3 separate regions of the Sus scrofa genome follow, and regions 1 and 2 are each linked to region 3. A link is a contact called in public Hi-C data. All regions are on one chromosome and are shown on one strand. The core of a region is the stretch at or near the end of the contact, and the rest is flanking DNA. Distances in the headings are between cores, read along the strand shown. Region 1 overlaps CDKAL1 (threonylcarbamoyladenosine tRNA methylthiotransferase). Region 2 overlaps CDKAL1 (threonylcarbamoyladenosine tRNA methylthiotransferase). Region 3 overlaps LOC102160563 (a long non-coding RNA gene).

Region 1 (3,372 bases), core at 571-3,070, 370 kb before region 3:
GCTTATCAGACACAACCTGGAATAGATTTACAAGGAGATCCTGCTGAATAGCATTGAGAACTATGTTAGATACTCATGTTGCAACAGAAGAAAGGGTGGGGGAAAAACTGTAATTCTAATGTATACATGTAAGGATAACCTGACCCCCTTGCTGTACAGTGGGAAAAGAAAATTAAAAAAAAAAATTAAAAAAAAAAAATAAGTTGCAGAGGTGTTCCTGTTGTGGTTTAGTCGGTTAAGAACCCAACTAGTATCCATGAGGTTCGCTCAGTGGGTTAAGGACCCAGCATTGCCACAAGCTGTGTATAGGTCCTGGACATGTCTCAGATCTGGCATTGCTGTGGCTGTTGCATAGGTGGCTATGGCTCCAATTCGACCCTAGCCTGAGAACCTCCATATGTCACAGATGTGGCCCTAAAAAGACAAAAAAATAAAAAACAAAAATAAATAAAATAAGTCTCAGGCATTTTGGTTTTTACTTAACCCTTTGACCTGGCACTTGAAAAAGTGTGACTCTGTGAAAATCAGATATACTCAGAGCTGTAGCAGTCTTGCTATGTTTGTAGTAAATGTAAGACATCCATCATGAAGACCAGGAGATGTGCTAGATATATGGTGGGTAGGAAGAGGAGTAAGCCTTGCCAACATACAGCTGATGGGATTCCCACGGTGACACAATAGGATCAGCGGCGTCTCTGGAGCATGGGGACGCAGGTTTGATCCCCAGCCCTGCACAACGGGTTAAGGACCTATTGTTGCCACAGCCGCAGTGTAGGTTGCAAACTGCAGCTCAGATCTAATCCCAGGAACTATATATGCAGCATGACAGCCAAAAAAGAAAAAAAAAAAAATGCAGCTGATAACATTCCAATTTCTTTGGATTAAAAAAATCAGAGATCAAGCAAAAATAGCTATAGTCAGAGAAGTTCAAGTGAGGAGTAAATAAAAGGAGGAAAAATAATGTATTGGCTCTGAGATGAGTAGCCTAATACCTTTTGGAATAAATTCAGCACTTTAATTGCAAGATAGCAGAAACTAATGTTGCATTTATAGCAAACCCTTATGCTCAGCACCAAAGTAGTGCCAGAGTTGTTGACCTCCAAATAGATGCTCCGGAAGAGCTGCTGAAAATCAACAGAAGATGCTAAACTTAGCTGTTCACCTTACCTGGAAAAACACCAGGTATTTAATTCACAGGTTATGGTTAGAGTGATTGTCATAACATTACCTTGTTAAAATTCTTGCTTTAAGATAGCTATAGTGTTGGCCTTGTCATGTCTGTCTCAGGACCTGTCCTACTCTGTAGTGGCTCAATGAATGAATAAATAAAAGAATGAATAAAGGAAGAGCCTTCTTCATAAAATAAAACTGCAGAGTCCACTCTATTAATGTGAACTTCGAGGTCTTCACATTCTGGCCAGAGGAGGCAGCACAAGATCACAAAGAAAATGTGCTTCAAGGTGGAGAGTTTGTCCCAGAGAAAACCACCGCTCCTCTGCCCTTGATCAGCAGGGAGTCACCCTGTCCTGTTGTGCCACACCAGGGAGAAAGCAATCCCGAGGAAACGGAACCCAGTAACAGAGCAGCAAGGCTGCGCAAGAGTAAAAGACCCGAGCACCTGGAAGCGCTCTCCACGTCCTCCTTTGTCCCTTTTGCAAGACTTGGGCACGTGGGTGGTTCTTCTCTCCTCCTCTGAGTGGGAGAGCCTGGAGCTCACCGGGTTCCACTAACACCTCCTTCTGTAACAGGAAGGGCATCATCTGAGCTGCACAGGCATCACTGGCTTCCAAGTGTGAAAATGGGCCTTAGGGAAGGAAGCCAAGCCAGGGAGCCTCAGCCCCCACCCTCCAATGCATTGTATTTCTCCATCTTCCTTGCACGAAGCCTAGACCACTGCAGAAATTATTTAGCTAAAGTGTGGAAGAGAGTTCATCAATAAGGAACAAAGAAAACACGAGAAAATCTGAAAATAAGGGAAATGAACAACACCAGTGAGTGACAGGTGATGATTTTTTTTCTAACTGTAGGGCTAGATGGAAGCCACCTTTGAATAACTACTCTGATGCTCAAATACCCTTACAATGAGGGTTCCCAGCAAATTGTCTTCATGGGACCCAGCCTTCTTGTGTTTCTGGAAGGTACTTCACACTACAAACTGTAATTATAGAGCACTTCACCAGGCTGTTTTTCTTCTTCTTCATTTTGTTCACTTCACAATCATCTGACTCTTGAGATTTCTTTCTTAAACTCTTTTATTACTTTTTTTTTTTTTCCTTTAGTTCAGCAGTTTAAAGGGGAGATCATTTAAAGGAAAATACCAAAGTTTCTATCATTATTTGAATGTGTGGTATGGAAAATAGGCCTACTGGAAGTACATTTTATTAAATCTTAAGAACAAAAGATGCATATTACACTTAAGATGCACATTAAGCTTTTTATGGAGAGTCTAACATTATGTGTGGCACTTTAAATAGTAGATATCGAGTAAATGTGTGATGCATAAAAGGAAGGGAGGGAATTCCTTGGGCCTCGTGGTTAAGGATCCCGCATTGTCACTGCTGTAGCTCAGGCCACTGCTCTGGTGTGGGTTGATTCCTGGCCCACGAACTTCCACATGCCTCTGGTATAGCCAAAAAATTAAAAAATAAAAGAAGGGGAAGGAAAATTCTTAATCATCAACAAGCATGCAAGTTAGTCATCTGATTGGAACATCTACAACCCCTATATTTAACTTGTCACTGCCTCTTAAAAAAAGAGCGATTCATTTTAAATGATGACATAACTGACAAGGATAATCTCAAATATATATTTACATATATGTGTGTGTGTGTATATATATATATATATATATATATGTATATATATATATATATGTTTATATATGGAAAACACCCTGGAATTGAAGAAACATAATTATAAGCTTATGTAAAACTTATTAAATTTGGATATGAGTCAGAAAGAATAGATGAAACTATTTTACCTCATCTCAAGTCTGTGATGCATCTTCATTACTAATAGGATAAAGATAAGATCCTGTGATGTGCGGAGTCCTGAACATGGTTTCTCCATTGTGTCCCTGTTCCCTCTTCCTTTTCCTGCCTTTATGATGCCTCCTGTATAGCCTGTATTTTTTAAACTATTTTATATTCTTGCTATTTTTACTTTCACTTTTTCTCATCTCATAACTTACTACATGATGACAGTTGGTAGTATTGAGTTAATCAGATATACTAATATTTGCTACTAGATATATTGACTAATATATTGCCCCTATTGTGGCAAATAAGAGATACATTCCCCTTGTGTTTGCTTTTCTATTGATACTGCTAAGAAAGTAACATTGGCATATTCCTCTGTAATGAACTGTGACCT
Region 2 (3,043 bases), core at 199-2,698, 300 kb before region 3:
TTTGTACAGGAATAGTCAGATCAAAATATGGGAGCATACCCATAGGGTCAGATAAACTAGATTTAAGTCCTGACTGTCTTTGTAATATTGACCAAATTACTTAACCTCTTTGACCTTGGTTTTCTTATCAGTAAAATGAAGATAAGTCCTTTTCTTTAAGGTTGTGAGACTTAAGATAATGTGCACTAAGATAGACTTAAGACAGTTCTTGGTATTCACTCATTAAATGACTGCTGATGCTTTTTCTAATAATAATAAAAGCAGCACAACAGAACAGTCATCCAATGATACCTAACAAAATAACAAAAGAAGTACAACCACAGCAGAAGAGTCATGAAGTGATACCTAAAAAATAAAAACAGTTGATACAGTCTATGTAGAAGCCAATGCACGTGACCAGTGCAATCTAAGATACACAGAAAATCAGTACAGAAGAAGAAAAATACATTGAAAATATTTTTGTTTTTACTTCTATAAATTTTTAGAAAATGTCCCTCTGTGTTGAAAGTGTAGTTGGCAGACGTTGTCCAAAAGGTTGAGAAAACAGGGTGAATATGCAACAGCTACATGTTAATTAAAGTCTACTAATGTCTCCAAGAACGATTCTGTCAATTGGGGTCTTTTTTTTTTGGACCAGAGTTCTCATCACCCTTTCAAGACCTTTCTTCCTTTCTTCACTCTGCACTCTGTTTCAACCCCCAGTAGCACTAGTCTCTAAACCTTTCTTTCCTCTTCATTGTAAACCTTTGCTTTCCTGGAACACTTAAGAGTCCTTGTCACTGGTAGTTAATTTTGTATGTTGTCAATCCTGTTGAAGTGTTGTTGGTTGATATTGCCTGGAAACTTCTTTCCTAAATAAAATTTGCATTTGGCTGGGTCTTTCCTTACTTAAACAAGGAGAAATAACAGAGAATAGGTTAGGAACTCTGCAGAACCTATATGCAAGATATTTTTGTTCAGAAGGAAATTTCAGCACCTGCTGCCCCTGAGCAGAAGCTGTATGCTTTTTTATAATGGACCCACCCATTTTAGAAAAGCTGCTAGTACATGGAGTAGTACAGACTCCCAGTACTGCCTCCCCCTTTTCAGCCCCCCAGATACAGAATTTAGTTGCATTTAAAGCAGAATTAGCTCTCTCATCTTTGGGTGGTATAAAACATTATCTTATCCCATTATTTGTTTCAAAATAAATACATAAAATATTGTCGTGAGTAGTTCCACAGGTTTGTGTCTAGCCGGGGAATGCATTCTGAGCAGTATTCAGAGGGGGTCAATTATCTGCCAGACTCTCATGGCCTGGCTGCTGCCCAGAGTCCTGGGAGATATAATCAGTTTCAGTTAATCCCAAACAATGGATTGTGGCGGGAACTCGGGTAAGTGGCGGGTGGACTGCACCCCGTCTGTTGATTTAAGTTGTCAAGAGAGCTTGACTCATGCTTAGACCTGACACCAGTTTGGGTCAGCTGACTGCTCTGAAAACCATTACCAGTAAACGAGGCTTCTTTTGTGTGTGAGGAGGGAGAGGATGACCTTTGTGGTCGTTTTACCCCTCCTTCTGCTCACTGCAGCCTCCACAGCCCAGCTGTGAGGCTCTTTCCATGACTTGTGATCTGCTCATACCACTCATGCCCATCCCTGGTTATCCAGCCTCATGGCTGAGGGAGATGCCAGTATATTGTGTGCATCACACTCTTGTTGGTGATGTTTAATAAAAATGCACTAGTATTCACTTTATCATATGCCACATCTCTACTGCATTTCATGATTTTCATAGGGAGTCTTATCTGTCCGATATATATTTTAGGCCGGGGCAGGGCAGGAATTACATTGCATCAGCGTTAATCATTCTTGTTACCTTTTGATTAGATCACTCGGGATAAATACTGGTTGAGAGAATGATGTCAGGTTGAAAGCATGAGGATAAATACGGTCAGAACATTAGCACTTTGTTTAATGTGATTTTTTTAAAAAGTTTGAAGATAAATGAGTCTTATTTTGTCATTCTATTTTTTTCTACCATGAGCCTTTGAAAGTAAATCATAGCAATTTGAACTTGAGAAACACACACAAATGGAAACTTCTTCTTCCTTTGATACCAGTTTAAACTTATTTACTCTGAGTTGATTTAAAGCCCGTATATAGGGGGTCCTTTTGTGGCTCAGTGAGTTAAGGACCTGACATTGTCTCTGTGAGGATGCCAGTTCCATCCCTGGCCTCACTCAGTGGGTTAAGGATCCAGTGTTGCCTTGAGCTACGGCATAGGTCGCAGATACAGCTCCAATTAGATGCCTCCCTGGGAACGCAGGTGTGGCCATTTAAAAAAAAAAACAAACAAAAAGCCCATATATAGGTATGTTTGTTGCAGTAGGTCTGACTAAAGGGCACCATCATATAATGGCGAGGTGCTGTGAGGAACTGAACCCCAGAGGGTGACCCAGGGTGGCCATAAGCTCACACCCTCCTGTTAGCACCAGTTAGTCTCAGGAAACCTTGAGGGCCACACTTTGATATGGATCATCTTTCCCGTTCTTTCTGTAAATTAGTTTTGGAAAGCCAGAAAGCTTCAGCTCTTCAAGTACATAAGATGTATGATTTTCTCTTTCCATACCTTTATCAAGCTTTGTACCCTGTCTCTTTCCTGTTACACTTTTGAAGGTATCTGCATCATTTAAATGATTAGCTTCTCAATCATAAATGATTCCATTTTCTAATGACTAGAATTTTGTCTTCTGGAGAATGTCTGTGACAGATTTCCGTGGTTTTTATTCTACTTTCTAATTTCGTTTTCATTTACTTAAGAACAAAGTGCAAACTTTCATGAGAATAGATGCAGTAGACAGAGTGCCGTAATTTATTTTTATTTACCATAGATCATAGCCATTTCACTTTTTCTGGCAAAATGGGAACAAATCCATCATGGCTCTTTCATCCTTTTCTACTGTGTCATGCACTTCAGTGGGGTGTGTTAGTTACTCACGTGGTGTCACATGGAAAAGAAGAGGTACGATTGCTTTCCTTTGGTTTATGCAATGACCTCAAGTGA
Region 3 (3,336 bases), core at 481-2,980:
ACACACTTTATTAAAAACAAGCACTAGATACTAGAAGATTATTCAGGGATTGCTTTTCTTACATCCTTTTTCTTGTTACAAAAGGTAGAGAAGACTTGGATAAAAGTAAGTCTCAACAAAAAAGAAGCAAAAAATAATCTATATTTTAAAAATCACAAAAACAGGGAGTTCCCATTGTGGCTCAGTAGAAATGAATCCGACTAGTATCCATGAGGATGTGGGTTTGATCCTTGGCCTTGCTCAGTGTGTTCAGGATCTGGCCTTGCTGTGCCTGTGGTGTAGGCTGGCAGCTGCAGCTTCGCTTTGACCCCTAGCCTGGAAACTTCCACATGTCGGGTGGGGGTGAGGCCCTAAAAAGCAAAAAAAAAAAAAAAAAAAAATGCAAAAAAAAAATCACAAAAGCAAATCACTATTAACCATTTGGAATCTATCTTCCAGTTATTTTTTTGATGCACAGAGAAACATTTCTTTGCCGGCGCCCCCCAACCCCACCCTCACCCCGGTAGGATCGACTCCAGGATTCCTAGAGATAAAAGAGATGAAATAGTGAAACAGGAAGCAGCACAAACATGTCACAAGGTAAATCCTCACAACATGTTACTTGATCTGAGCCTGCTCACTCAGTGTCGCAGAGCCGTCCTGAAGAACCAGGGAAGAGCAGGTGTGAGGCCTGGAAAGTGTGCAGCATGCTCCCTGGGGGAGGCCATCAAGGGCAGCAAGGGAGCCAGCATTAGAGCCCAGGGCCTGGGCAGCCGCTTGGGTTCTCAGACAGGCTCTTTGCATACTTTTGCTGCAGAAAGTTGAACCAAGTTCAAGAAGTTGGTGACTCGGCTAATGGCCTGGAGAATGAGGAACTGGATGGGGTGAAGTGCTCCAGAGGAATGTCTGGCACAGAGTCCTTATTTCCAGAACTTTCCAGTGCTGGCAGGTGTGAGATTGTGCAGTCACGGCGATCCTTGCCAAGGGGATTGAGCGCGAACTGCCGAGCACGGAGGGGAAAGTCCCTTGGTGGGCCGTGTGTGCTGTTAAGGGCAAGTGACAGAAGAGGGTACAATAAACACCAGTTCCAAAAACACTTTGCAGTCCTTGGGACTTGGCCAGTCACAGAGGCAGAGCGTGTTGGCCAGATCTGACGTGTGTGGGGGGGGAGAAAAAGTGATGAGACAAAGCTTGTCTTTTTATAGTGTTCTGTTTGTACCAAGTGACTCATAGCACGAGGTGAAAATATTTGAAAAGACAAGGAAGGGGAAAAAACGTGCTGGTTGATATTCATGAAACTGAAGCTTTTGAGTATCATCTTTCCCCGTCTCTACCTAAAACGTGGTAGGCATCCCAGCCTTCTTTCAAGTCCAGCTAAGTTACACATGCACGAGGTTTTGTTGTAAGCTTTGACCTGAGGTAAAAATCTGCTTCCAAATACTTTTCAGTCCCTGTCTTTAAGAGAAGAAATGGATGGATGTAGCCATGGGTGCCCCAGCTATGGAAGGGGGAAGGAGCCCTGGGTCTGCAGAGAGTCAGGGTCTGAGGACAGAGGTCAGAGGTCAAAGGATGAGCCTGTGACTGAAACATGTACAGTTTGATTTTGAGTTCTAGGGTAAAAGCCTTTTCCCACTCTGCCTCCTTTCTCACCTCTCTTCATTCTGCTCGTTCCTGGCTTGATGACCGCATTATCTCAAGTGAAGTTGTGGTGGAAATCCTGTGAAATAAGTGACCTCAGACAAAATCCCCTCCTGGTCTGGCATTCTGTGGTCAGCAGAGGCAGTCAGGGGTAGTTATTAATTAACCTTTTAGTGCTGGCTGTGTCTGTTGGCCGCAAAACACACAAAGGCCTTGGTATAAAAACAGCAGCCACAAATCACAGCTCAATAATTTCCTGGGTTTATGTGAACAAATATTCAGAAAAATGGAAGGTACTGTGTATTCAATAGCCTTAAAAAAAGAAAAATCAGTCACAAAATTGCTATGGGTAGAAAGTCAGCTCTTTAGAGGGAATTCTAGGACTGGCTCTGGTGCCATTTACGAGGGCAAGTAGCTTTCCTTTTTCCCATACATAAAATGAGGAGGCTGAATTGAAAGATTGCTAGGGTTTCTCTTCTTCTCCTTCTTCAAAAAAAACTTATATGATTTCATGATTCGTCTGCCTCAGGCAGCAGTTTGGGATTACCAGATTGAGCAATATTTGGGACATATTTATTCTAAAAAATCATGCGTTGTTTATCTGAAATTCAGATTTAGCTGGGTGTTCTGTATTGTATCTGGCAACCCTACAAGAGTGAAATTTGTGTTGGGAGGACAGCAGCTGACCCTGGCTCTGCTCCCTTGCCTGGGCAGCAAGGCGGGACCAGTAGAAGGCGCCTGTGGGAACCGGTCCCCTCCCACCCCATCCCAGGCAGCAGAACAGGAGGAGGCTGCCCCGCTCAACTTTGCTCACATCAGGGTCACGGCAAACTCAATTCTCTCCAGATCTTTGTCGGCAGAACAGCTCGAATCTGTATTTAATTTGGCCACCTTTCCAATCAGCACTAAAAACAACAACAACTCAAACAACTCCTTTTCAGTACAAGGAGACAATTTCTTATCTTTCTCTTTGGAGTTAAGTTCTAGCACATAACCAAGGAAGCAGGTCCACTCAACAGAAAATCTTGGACATTGTATGCATTGGAACAAAATTCACTTTGTGAGGATGACGTACCATGCACCTTGGTGAACAGTAAGAGTGCTCTGAATCCAGATGTAGGATATGCCTTCAAAAAAAAAAAAAAAAAAACCAAAAAAATGTGGGATGAGATTTATACGACTATAGCTTTTGAGAACTTATAAAATTTCTTTCTTACATTGTGTGAGTTTATTTTTACAAATAACCCAATGGAAGGGGTACTTTATTTGTTCCATTTTACAGGTAAGGAATTTGGCTTAGAAATGTTGCATTTCTTACTGAAATCTCCCAGAAAGTCAATGAAAGATGGGGCTTGAACTCAGGTCCTTGACCACAGTTCTTTTTCCTTGACCTCCATTTCTCCCCTCTGCTGCCCTGCTATGTGAGGACTCTTTTTCTTGAAGACTCACATATTTTGAAGGTCTCTGTGGGGTTTAGAAAGACAGGTCCAGTGCTTTTTGATGGTTTTGGCTAGTCTGTACTCAGACTCCTTTTGCTTCTTTGTTTGATCGTCTCCAGTAAACCAGGACAGAGGCTTGGAGAGCTGATAAGCATCATTGCAGCAGATGAGGAAACTGTGGCTCAGATGGTTGAAATTAGAGCAGGCAAGGCTTTGCTCACTCCCTCTCCCTCCAGGGATCAGCCGTGCCCAGCCTGGGCAGCTTGGGAAATACTCAGAA

The links. A called contact is a pair of places that touch in the nucleus more often than the background predicts.
Region 1: a Hi-C map of fetal heart ventricle shows a contact between it and region 3, with 4 times the contacts expected there. The contact joins two enhancer-like sites. A contact is called at or near these places in 1 of 47 Hi-C or Micro-C datasets (fetal heart ventricle) and 1 of 2 datasets of contacts at active chromatin or transcription factors (skeletal muscle).
Region 2: a contact with region 3 is called in a Hi-C map of heart right ventricle, with 4 times the contacts expected there. The contact joins two enhancer-like sites. A contact is called at or near these places in 2 of 47 Hi-C or Micro-C datasets (fetal heart ventricle and heart right ventricle) and 1 of 2 datasets of contacts at active chromatin or transcription factors (skeletal muscle).

What each region holds. Positions count from the first base shown.
Region 1 is chr7:16,298,906-16,302,277 of Sscrofa11.1, forward strand. All of the region lies in intron 10 of CDKAL1 (threonylcarbamoyladenosine tRNA methylthiotransferase), which reads left to right. Among named protein-coding and RNA genes, the nearest start is that of CDKAL1, 390 kb to the left of the region's middle. Within about 2 kb of position 1,821, at least 2 of the 83 cell types and tissues checked have an H3K27ac peak or open chromatin away from gene starts, as enhancers often do.
Region 2 is chr7:16,360,738-16,363,780 of Sscrofa11.1, forward strand. All of the region lies in intron 11 of CDKAL1 (threonylcarbamoyladenosine tRNA methylthiotransferase), which reads left to right. Among named protein-coding and RNA genes, the nearest start is that of CDKAL1, 450 kb to the left of the region's middle. Within about 2 kb of position 1,449, at least 14 of the 83 cell types and tissues checked have an H3K27ac peak or open chromatin away from gene starts, as enhancers often do.
Region 3 is chr7:16,664,016-16,667,351 of Sscrofa11.1, forward strand. The region is part of intron 1 of LOC102160563 (a long non-coding RNA gene); the gene reads left to right. Among named protein-coding and RNA genes, the nearest start is that of SOX4, 220 kb to the right of the region's middle. Within about 2 kb of position 1,731, at least 32 of the 83 cell types and tissues checked have an H3K27ac peak or open chromatin away from gene starts, as enhancers often do.